Linked DNA regions of Gossypium hirsutum: regions 1 and 2 are each linked to region 3. Evidence: chromatin contacts called from public Hi-C data. All regions are on one chromosome and are shown on one strand. Each heading gives the region's core, a stretch centred on a gene start, on an enhancer-like site or on the middle of the called end of the contact. The rest is flanking DNA. Distances are from core to core; before and after follow the strand shown. Region 1 holds the start of LOC107947519 (heavy metal-associated isoprenylated plant protein 43). Region 2 holds the start of LOC107945829 (disease resistance RPP13-like protein 4). Region 3 holds the start of LOC107889782 (lipid phosphate phosphatase epsilon 2, chloroplastic).

What was found. Hi-C and Micro-C count contacts between places; a contact is called where the count stands out from the background.
Region 1: a Hi-C map of leaf shows a contact between it and region 3, with 5 times the contacts expected there. The contact joins the promoter of LOC107947519 here to the promoter of LOC107889782 in region 3. A contact is called at or near these places in 4 of 34 Hi-C or Micro-C datasets (all in leaf).
Region 2: a Hi-C map of leaf shows a contact between it and region 3, with 2.1 times the contacts expected there. The contact joins the promoter of LOC107945829 here to the promoter of LOC107889782 in region 3. A contact is called at or near these places in 3 of 34 Hi-C or Micro-C datasets (leaf and seedling).

What each region holds. Positions count from the first base shown.
Region 1 is chrD12:11,293,550-11,297,570 of Gossypium_hirsutum_v2.1, reverse strand. It overlaps LOC107947519 (heavy metal-associated isoprenylated plant protein 43), which reads left to right and starts at 2,155. Exons shown (of 2, transcript XM_016882149.2): 1 at 2,155-2,274; 2 at 2,414-2,858. The coding sequence starts at 2,190. The coding sequence ends at 2,700.
Region 2 is chrD12:11,250,250-11,254,089 of Gossypium_hirsutum_v2.1, reverse strand. LOC107945829 (disease resistance RPP13-like protein 4) reads left to right here and starts at 1,731. Exons shown (of 2, transcript XM_041108461.1): 1 at 1,731-2,034; 2 at 2,409-3,840. The coding sequence starts at 2,442.
Region 3 is chrD12:11,464,436-11,467,957 of Gossypium_hirsutum_v2.1, reverse strand. LOC107889782 (lipid phosphate phosphatase epsilon 2, chloroplastic) reads right to left here and starts at 1,732. Exons shown (of 4, transcript XM_016814342.2): 1 at 1,153-1,732; 2 at 828-1,053; 3 at 666-739; 4 at 265-545. The coding sequence starts at 1,542. The coding sequence ends at 318. It overlaps LOC107889781, which reads left to right. Exons shown (of 4, transcript XM_016814341.2): 4 at 1-292.

The DNA of each region.
Region 1 (4,021 bases), core at 906-3,405, 170 kb after region 3:
AACAAATTGGGGGCAATGGTTTTTACGAAACAAGTTCATGTATCAACTAAGTACAAAAAAATTAAGTACCAACAATATACTTTTACTTGTAGACAAGTTTAGGGAGTAAACTACATATTACCCCCCCCAAAAAAAAAAACTTCAATGTTACTTCTCTTTAGACTTGTTTGTGGGTTGGGCTACCCACCCAGGTCTACTCGAAATTTGGAGGGTTTGGATAAAAATATTAAGTACGTTTAAAATATGGATTAGGCTCGAGTTTGAATATTTAAGGCCTAAGCCCAGCTCGGCCCGACTCATTTTTAAATTTATAATATGTTATATATGTTATGTTATTTTTATGTATTATGTAATTTATAACACATAAAAATTAAATATATACTAAATATATAATACTATTTTAATGTAAACATTAGAAAAATATTAACATGACTATATAAAAAATTTTAATAAATAAAAAATATACAAATTCTTAAATATTGAATTAAAATAATATAAATATATTTTAAAAAATAATATGAGCAGACTTGAGTTAACCTTTTACAAATATGGATAGATTTGATCAAAATTTTATACCCATATTTCAAATCAAACCGAGTTTAAACAAATATAAAATATATCAATGTTATACTTAGATTTGATCCGAACCCAACTTCAACCCACCCATAAACAAGACTTCTATATTACTTGATTCGCGTCCTCGTCAAAACTTTTAATTAAAAACTAGAATGTTTTTGCCGTTTAGATAGGCTTCAAATTTTTTTAATATAATTTTAATTATATTATAATTATTTATTTGATATTTATTGAAACTGTAGTATATATTTATTAAAGTAATTATGATCGAAATTTTTAATTAAAAATATTATCTAAAAAGATGATTTTTTTATTAAATCAAATGATAAATAATTGCTTTATGTATAGAACTTTTTAATTCAAATTATGATTATAATCTCTTTACTATATTTAAATTTAAGATTTAATATTTATATTTTAATTTAATTTAATTTAATTTAATTTAGTTCTATTTTTATTTACTTCAAATAATTAGTACTCTTAATTATTTTGAGTAAAAATATCATTTCAAACTTAACATTTTGAAATAAATTCTTTATGTGTTAAAAATGTGTACTTATCATACTAAAATAAATTCGTTTTGTGTGTGTTAGAAAGGTGTTTTTAAAAAAGCTCACGACATCATTTTAACCATAATAATTAAGGATGTTAACTATTTGAATCAATTAATGTCATTGATAAAGTAGATGATCAAATTATGCCAAATTAAAATATCAAGACTAAATGCTAAATCTTAACATAGCAGAGGGCTCAATGCTGAAAATTTACCTCTATCCTATAGCGGAAAAGGAAAAAGGACGTCAGACAGAAACGCTTGGGACCTACTTATATTTCAAGACTAAATCTTAAGCATTAACATAGCAGAGGGATCAATGTTGAGGTTTTACCTCTATCTTATAGTGGGGAAATAAGAAAAAGGACGCGTGTTATAATAAAAAATGCTTGTGACATTCTGTTTATATAAGTAGTACAGTATAGATAACTAAAACAACACAAATCTATCTCACATTCTCACCGACTTAAATCCAACTTTAACATCACATTTGTTAGTGGAGTAATTATGTTATCACATGTTCCGTACATACATTCAAGATAATTAGATTATTATTTAAAAATGTAATGAATTAATTATATTTGTTTTATAGGTAAATATCATCTGCACCACGGTCCACAGCATTGATTAATATATAATTTGGTTTTGGTCTGTAGTTCATCGATTGCTATTTGCTATGTGATTTGGTTAGCGATGATGGTTCCAATGAGTTGCTGTTTCTTGGCTTGTTAAGTGGGTAAGTGCACCAGATGGTGCATGCTGAAAGCAGAATGCCAGTCTAAGCAAACACATCCAAATATAAACGATAACATATATACGTCAAATGCTAAGAATCCACCACCCTGAAACTATTTGTGATTATATAATTAGATAGGTTCTAGGTAAACAGGCAATAGGACAAACCTCCCTTGCTATGGAGTCCAGGTGAACAAACCAAAGAATCTGATATATATATATATACCCATCTTTCTCTTTAAATAAGATCATCATGCTGCTGCAATACTTAACCTAGCTAAGAGTTTTTCTTGATTTAAATTTTAGAAACTTTAGTTTGGTTTCCATGGTAAAGAAGACTGTTTTGAAGGTTGATCTCTCAGGCGAAAAAGGCAGGAAGAAGCTTCTTAAGGCAATCTCTGGAGTACAAGGTAAACACTTGGCTAGAAACAGTACCATATTCCTCTTTGGCTTTGTAATAATTGATGGCAAAATTTGAAGCTGTATCCGAACACATGTTTATCAAACATTAATATTTATGTACGTATTGTTAAATTTATTGGTGTGCAGGGGTGGATAAGATAGAGGTGGACGCTGCCAAGGGAACTATATCAGTAACAGGCGATGCAGACCCATATGATATTATAGTTCGAACGAGAAAAGTAGGGAAATTTGTAGAGCTGGTGACTGTAGGGCCTCCCCCAGCACCTCCAAAGGAACCCCAGAAGAAGCCCGAAGAGAAGAAGGCTGAGCCCAAGAAAGATGATAAGAAGACTGACCCAAATCCCCAATTCCACTATCCTGTAGTCTATATGGATAGATATAATGAGCCCAACGTTGGGTGCTCAATCATGTGATAATAATAATTGGTTGTAGTTATGTTGATTTAATTTTAGCTTGATTGACATAGACATTGTTGTCAATGTAAGAGGATGTAGGTTCAAGTGTGCTAAAGCGTACTATCATTCTATTTATAGGTTGGGGAGGGACTAATGATAGTTCTAGGCATTGTGTCAAAAAGAGCAGATATGATCAGAACATATAATGAGATTGTTTTTAAAAAAATGATTTTATTTATTTTTACTTAAACTTGCTTTTCAGAACAAACTTTTATATATATATATAATATTGAGTAGGAGATGGAATCACGCTATTTTAATTATGTCAAATAAGTGTTCAACAAAAATTTTAACCACCATCCAATAAGTTAAGACTAGAAGATCAAAGTTATTTGTCGGTGACTTTAATTGCTTTTGCTACGAACAAAATGAGTATACGTGTCCATGGATTTTTTCCCAATTTTTTATTTAACTGGTCCACTTAACTCAGATGTTTTCAATATTTATCAGAGATGTTGAAATGTTTTTAAAATATATTTTTGAATTGATACTTTACTATTTTTAAATAGGACAAATTATAAAAATAATTATTTATATATGATTTAAATTATGTTTTGTTCATTAGACATTAATTTATTACGAAATAATCTATACAGATACGCTAAAGAAATTATTTTTAAAAAAATTTCTTTGTTCTCCTTAACAACCTAAATCTTGTGGGTTGTTATTTTTGCCACTGCAATTATTAGTAATCTTAGTTTTTTTTTAATATAAAAGGAAAGAGGAGAAGAAGAAAAAAGTAAAATAAAAAAAAAGAAAAGAAAAGTGTAGTGACTCTTTTTCAAGCTGAAATTCAAAAAGAAAAATTCAGCTTGAGGCTTTTTAAAATATGGAAAATTTTTATTTAAGAAAACATGAGAGTTTTAAATTAAAGTAAGAGTCGTCGTCAATCTTTTTGGTTAGGTGTAAGTGTTATGGGGCTAGACCTTTGGTTTCGCAATCTGCACGATCTTAAGCGATTTCTTTACTTCAAATGCACCCAAGTTAGCTTAACTCTCGCAAAGTGAAAATTCTCATAGAATTCTTTTAAGGCACCAAATTATAGTGGAAGCAACTCAAATCGAAAGAGCAACGAATAATAGAAAAACCAAAGAAAAATAGTATGCCAATTGTTTAAGTATATGCTCACAAATATATTCAAACTATGAGTGACCTGATTACTAATGAAGGGGGAGACCTCTATTTATAGTTTGAGCTACTCCAAATTCAATAGTACAGATCGATTTACATCAACTGTTAAGATTAGTTCCCATCTACAATTAAAACTCCTAAGGGATTT
Region 2 (3,840 bases), core at 482-2,981, 210 kb after region 3:
TCGGTACGCTAGTCCTCAGAGAAGCAAACTACAATTACCTGATTTTCCACCGAAGTCGAGTATGGAGTAGTTGCCAGTGCACCTGCAGAGACCACATGGGTAAGAAACCGTCTTCTTGAGCTACACACTCCCATATCGATTACAATGTTGGTGTCACCTACTTTTGTCACAACTCAGTCTTTCACAGCCGCATGAAACATATTGCAATAGACTTTCATTATGTTCGCAATCAAGTGCAAATCAATAAGGTTGTTGTCACTCACACTCACAACACTAGTCAACTTGCCGATACTCTTATAAAAGCTCTTGTTAAACCAGTATTCAATCGATATTTGATCCAGTGTTATTGCACCCACCCAACTTGAGAGGACTTGCTCTTCAACAATTTGATCATGCTTCAATAAATGTTGATAATTTTATTTTAAATTCATATTTTAATTTTTAGTTATTTCGCATTCGAATTTAAATTAATTTCTATTTATTAAAAATATTGGTTGAGAATAACCTGTATAAATAAGGATGCAATTCAATGATAGAAAATGTTAATCCTTTTATCAAAATAATCTAAATTAATTAATTATTCACGAAAATGATCCACTTATAAAATCATGTACGAAAATGACCTATTTTGAACAGTAAACCTCAGTATCGTCGTTGCAAATGACTGCACCACCCTTCATAATGGGCCAATCATTGGCTAGTTTTAAAAAAAATTAGGTGTCACTGTTGTCATTGACGACACCAAACTAAAGTGTGATTATATAAAATGTTTATGGATAATATGAAACAATTATCTTTTTAAAATTGGATAGAAAAGGAGTGGCGCCATGACTATTGGTAGCAACAGGTTTGTCCCTTTTAAAATTAAAATTAAATAAGAATTTTATATAGATTTTTTAAGTTTATTTTTTAAAATAAAAAGGATTTATTTTTTATTTTTATATTTGGTAAGGATTATTTAAATTTAATTTCAAAAGGATCATATATGTAAATAGATCAAAATATTAAAAAGCTTTTAATTGGGTGTCGCGAGTAGGGTTGGGGCAACTTTTTTTTATTCAACCTAAAAAGGGTAATTGCTTCATTAAATCTCTAAACATTTTATATAATTACATTTTAATCCTATGCCGCCAATGACAACAGTAGCACCGAGGTTCACTTTTCAAAATGGATCATTTTCGTACATGATTTTGCAAGTGGATTATTTAAATTTAATTTCAAAAGAATCATATATGCAAATAGATCAAAATATTAAAAAGCTTTTAATTGGGTGTCGCGAGTAGGGTTGGGGCCACTTTTTTTTATTCAATCTAAAAAGGGTAATTGTTCCATTAAATCCCTAAACATTTTATATAATTACATTTTAATCCTATGCCGCCAATGACAACAGTAGCACCGAGGTTCACTTTTCAAAATGGATCATTTTCGTACATGATTTTACAAGTGGATCATTTTGGTAAATAATTAATTTATTTGAGTTATTATGATAAAAAAAAACCTCCATTCATCTTCTTTTTCTCTTATTATAACAATCAGACACGAATAGACAACCTAATCCAATAAGACGGGTCAGTTTTCTCAAGCTAACGTGCTTATAAAAGTTGTACAAAATGATTCCAGGTACTCAAACTTATTATTAGATTACACTTTTTTCGCAAATTACTGACTCAAAACTTGTAAATTTCGGGCGAGCAACAGGTTTAGTAGGAAGGAAGCGACTAGTTTGGGGGATGGAAGTTTCTCTTCAGTTTCATGGTCATTCAATTAGCCAAATACGCATCGTTGACTAGTCTGCACGACTATTCACTGTTGTGTACCATTACACCCTCACGCTGCAAACTTTATAGCATCTTTTCTTCTACACGATTGTATTACATAAATAAAGGACTTTTCGGTAAATCAAGGTATGAACAAGATCCTTCGAACTATTCCATTCTATCCGCTTTGACATTCTACACTTTAGCTTTTTATATTATTGGGGTTTTCTCCTTAATTTGAAAGTGCCATAGATTTCTTGCCAGGAATCTCTCAATTGTAAGTTTGCTATGAGGTTTTGATTATTTTATCCTGCATACATTAGCTGATTAACATTCTTTTATCATTATCTATATTTATGTTTGATCTTTGATTTCATTATTATCTTTTAAATTCCTCCTCCATTTTCCCTATCATACCGCGAAGAACAAGTTCAGGTCATGTACGTTTATAGGAGAAAACCTTCTAATTCTAGTTCTTTTAATTGATCCAGGTTGTTGTTTAGGGTGTTTATGATGAAAATTTTAGTGGCTGAAGCATCATTAACTTCCCCACACTTGGTTTAGTTTTCTTTTCTTTCTTTTGGAAGCCTTGAACAGATTAGATTTTGAGTACCCAAAGCTCCAAAATTTATTTAGTCTTGTTCTTTCTAGTTTTCTCTTTTTTGTAAGGCAAACCCAAAAAGCATGGCGGATGCAATTGTCAGTGTGTTCTTGGAGAAGCTTTTAAACACTCTTGCAGAGGAAGGCCTCTATGTGACTAAATTCAGGGAACAATTTGAAAAACTACAAACTGAGCTTCAATTGATGCAATGCTTCCTCAAGGACGCAGATAGGTTGAAGAGGAAGAACGATACTATAAACAAGGTCTTGGCCGTTCTGCGAGAGTTGATTTATGAAGCTGAAGATATACTAGCGGATTGCCAACTTCAATCAAGGGATGATGCCTTATTCTCCAATGGCTGCTTAACTTATATCTCTCCACCAGTCCTTCATTTCAAGCATCAAAATGGGAAGCGTATCAATGAAATTATTGGGGAAATTACCCAGATTAAACAGAACATCCAATCACTCCTTGGGGGGGCCCTTTTGTTCCAACCGAATGCCATAAATGGAAAGGACCAAATGACCAGATGGAGCTCTCAAGTGTATGATCACACTATGGTTGTTGGACTAGAAGCTGATACTAAGAAGATTAAAGACTGGTTATTTGAAGCGGCTCGTGAAGGGAAGCAGGAAATACTAGCAATTGGAGTTGTTGGAATGGGTGGATTGGGCAAGACCACAATTGCTCAGAAAGTGTTCAATATTGAAAAAGAAATAGATGATCACTTTGATAGGAGAATGTGGATTTCAGTCTCTCAGACATTTACTGAAGAACAAATCATGAGAAGTATGTTGAGAAATTTAGGTGATGCTAGTGTCGGGGATGATGCAAATGAACTGTTGAAAAAGATAAACCAATATCTCTTAGGCAAGAGGTATTTGATCGTGATGGATGATGTGTGGGGTGAAGATGTTGCGTGGTGGGGACGAATTTCTCAAGGGCTGCCTAAAGGAAACGGTAGTTGCGTCATCATCACAACGAGAAATGAGAGGGTTTCAAGGAAGATGGGAGTGAAGGAGACAAGGATCCATAGACCTAAATTCCTCAACAAAGATTACAGTTGGCTTCTGTTTCAGAAGATAGCCTTTGCTGCAAGTGAAGGTCAGTGTATCTATCCCGATTTAGAAGATGTTGGAAAAGAGATAGTCGACAAGTGTGAGGGTCTTCCCTTGGCTATCAAAGCTGTGGGAGGAATGATGCTTTGTAAAGCATCATACTATCATGAATGGAGGCGAATTGCAGATCATTTTCGAGATGAATTGGCAGAAAATGATGACTCTGTCATGGCTTCATTGCAATTGAGTTATGATGAGCTCCCTCCTTACTTGAAGTCATGCTTCCTTAGTTTCTCTCTTTATCCGGAGGACTGTGTCATAACAAAACAGCAAGTAGTTCATTGGTGGATTGGTGAGGGATTTGTCCCATTGAGAAGTGGCAGATCTTCAACTGATGCTGGTGAAGATTGTTTCTCAGGGTTGA
Region 3 (3,522 bases), core at 483-2,982:
CGATGACAAAGAGCTCGTTAGAAGCCGCTCATGCTTCCAAAGCATTTCAGTTAAAATGACTAAATGCAGCTTAAAGATTATAAAGTAAGCCCCAAACATAATTGCATTAACCAGTCAATGATATTTGGGGTTCAAGGAATTCATGTTTATGTTTCTCTTTTGTGCTCTGTAAAGACAAATAGTGTCAATAGTTCCAAATACATTGTTTTCTTATGCCAGAGCTTGTGATGACTAAGCATTTCTGACAGTTTGAAACTGTTGAGATGGAATCAAATGACTTGTATTAATAAAACTGGTTTACAACGCAAATACATAGTCTATCTTTCATCCTGGAGCCAATATTGTATCACATATGTAAGAAAGCCTAGGCCAAATCCAGCACAAGCCAAAAGAACAATGACCCTTACCCACAGCGAGGAGCTAAATGCTTCCAAAACAACAGCATCCCATGACAGGTACCATAAAACTGAGAAAATGGAACCCACCACAGCACCCACAAGAATTTGATTCATCGTATGAAGCTTTTGTGACACTCGAAGCCATGACTGTAAACCAGCAACTAGATTAGATGCAATTTTCACAAGCTTCAGAAATCAAAGCTTTTTTCTACTGCTAAAACAACCAAGACTAATCTTTTTAATATAGTTTTCAGAATTTTTACTTACAAGATATGAACCAAATGCCAGAGCCAGAACGGAAATGCCCACTGAAAGTGCATTATTTCCTAGCCATTCCAATACTGTGAAATACCAAATACAGAACTACGTTAAAAACTTACGCTCAGTTTTGGCAGTCTAAAGCGAAAGTGAAAGCAAGGGCCTACTCACATGAAGCTATAGCGAAGACGACAGTGAAGAATATGGATTGGGCATGAGAAGATGGCATCCCAGGGTCGGACTTAAGGCCGGCCACTGGCCGCTCCTGATTCAGCAACCGTTTCAGTCCAACTGAGAGCACCGCATTCACAATCGACCCCATCGCCATCCATAAAGCCTCCGCGTCATGCCTCCAAAGTATCACCCCACCAAACAAAGCTGACACCAACCACTTGCTCTATCACCCAACAAACCCAAAACCTCCATCTCAGTAAACATGGAAAGTATTACACGCCCAAATAAATATATCCAAATATATAGAAACAAATAGACTCACCAGACGATTCAAAGTGGACTCGAAACCTTGAACCCGCATTGATCCGTCAATGAAACCTTCTACTTCTTGTTCAAGCGCTTGAATCCCATCGTCTCTGTCCCTAGACTCCTTTAACACAGAAGTTTTAATCATAGTTCTTGAAGAGTCGCGCACCCCAGTTTTGTCGGTCAAAATTCCTCCAAGAGAACTTGTTTTGCGGGTTCGGAGATGGAGGAAAAACTCTGGGTCAAACGATTTAAGAAGCTTAGGTGAAGAATTAAGATTGAATTTGAAGACTAGAGGGTGGGAAAGAGTTGAAATCGGAGACATGTTTTTGGGAAGTACTAGGCCGGAGGAGGATGATGAAGGGAAAGGAAGTATGGAAGAAGAAGAAGAAGAGAAACATTTCATAAAAGATTTAATTTATTGAAATTGAAGAGAATGTGTGGAGCGTGGAGAGAGAAGAAATTGTATATTTTGGAGGTGTTTGGAAGAGTAACAAATGGATGAGAAAATTCCAAGAAGGGGATCTCTTTAGAACCCTAAGTTATGAAGTGTTAGGTGTGGTGAGAACGACACTGTCCCATCTCCGACAAGATTTTCCCACGTGTTATAACGTTTTTGATGCATTTTATATTATTAGCGTAGCAAATGTTTTTTTCGTAATTAGTCATATATATGTAAAAATATATTCAATTATGGAAAACACTAGCTGCATTTTCTAGCTTTTTTTTAATATAATTATTTTCTTTTGGTTAGATGGTTTTGTCCTCAAGTCTCATGTTCAATTCTTCTCTCACTCATATTTATATTTTTTTATTTCATTTTATTTTAAGATTTTTATATTTTTAATTAATATTTTTAACATATCAGCTCCTTTAGTTAAATAATTAAATAATAATAATTTCATCCTTGACAACCAAATTCAATTCCCCTTTTATAAACACATTTCTAATTTTTATTTCATATTATTTTCAACTTTTTTTAATTAATAAATATATTATTTTCAATTTTTTTATTTTTAATTAGTCTTTTTAACTAATAAAATCAAATAATAAATATATTTTACATATATCATTATGTTAAAAATATTTGAAATTAATAACTCCTTTATATATAATATAAGCATCAACTAATTTTTTTATATATTTTTCTTTATATGTCAAATATTTATTTTCTACACATATTGTGGGTATGATGATTTTTAATTTTATAAAATGAAGTCATTATTTCAAATATAATTGTTATTTTTATATGTAAAATATTTCAAATATCATTATTTTTTCATCTACATTTTTGGTATGGTATTTCAGATATTTTTATATGTGAAATATTTTAAATACACATGCAATAATATATAATACTAAAATTTACTACACTCATGATATAGATTGAAAAATAAATATTACACATATAAAAATTATATTTATTAAAAATAATAATATTCATATTTATTATTTGATTTTATGTATAAAAGAGTTATTAATTAAAAATAAAAAATTTGAAAATAATATATTTATTAATTAAAAATTAAAAAAAGCTTGAAATACCATGAAATAAAAATTACAAATGTATTTAGAAAAGGAGAATTGAACTTGAGTCTTAAGGATGAGATTATTATTATTTAATCATTTCACCAAAGGAGCTAACATGTTAAAAACATTAATTAAAAATATAAAAAGCTTAAAACAAAATGAAATAAAAATAAATAAATGTAAGTGAGAGAGGAATTGAACTTGAGACTAAAAAAAAAAAACCAAGCGAGCATTCAAATAGCTGTCCTACATTCACGAAAGCACTTTTTCACTCTTTCATATACTAGAGGATTTCACTTGGAAAAGAAAATGTTCCATACTAATGGATTCGGACCGTGGGTTTCCACTAGCATTTAACCATCTAACTAAAGGAACTAATTATATTAAAAAATTCAGAAAATACAATTTAAAGAGAAAACACGTCCAACTAGGCGCACTTTTTTACTCAACCTAAAAATGGTCTATTTCCCTAATTTTTCAAAAATCGACCTATTTAGCCAATAATTTTTGTTTTGACATATATAGCTAATTTAGTCGTATATTTGCAAGGAAAAGGTGTACTATATATATTTTTAATCAGAGAAAATAATGCAATTTAGGAGTATATCAACATAGTGATTGATATCCATAAGTTTTGGTTTACCGTGGAGAGGAAATGGGGAAAATAATGGTAAATGTTTAATAAAAGGTTTTAATGTAAATTAAAGATTTTAATTTGATATATTCATATTGATTTAATGATTATAAAATGGTGTAAAATTAATCAAATTTAAATAATTAAAGTGAAACCTTTCCCTTTAATAAAATACTAAAACTTGATGTATAAACTATTAATCATTTAAAAAAATTATTAACA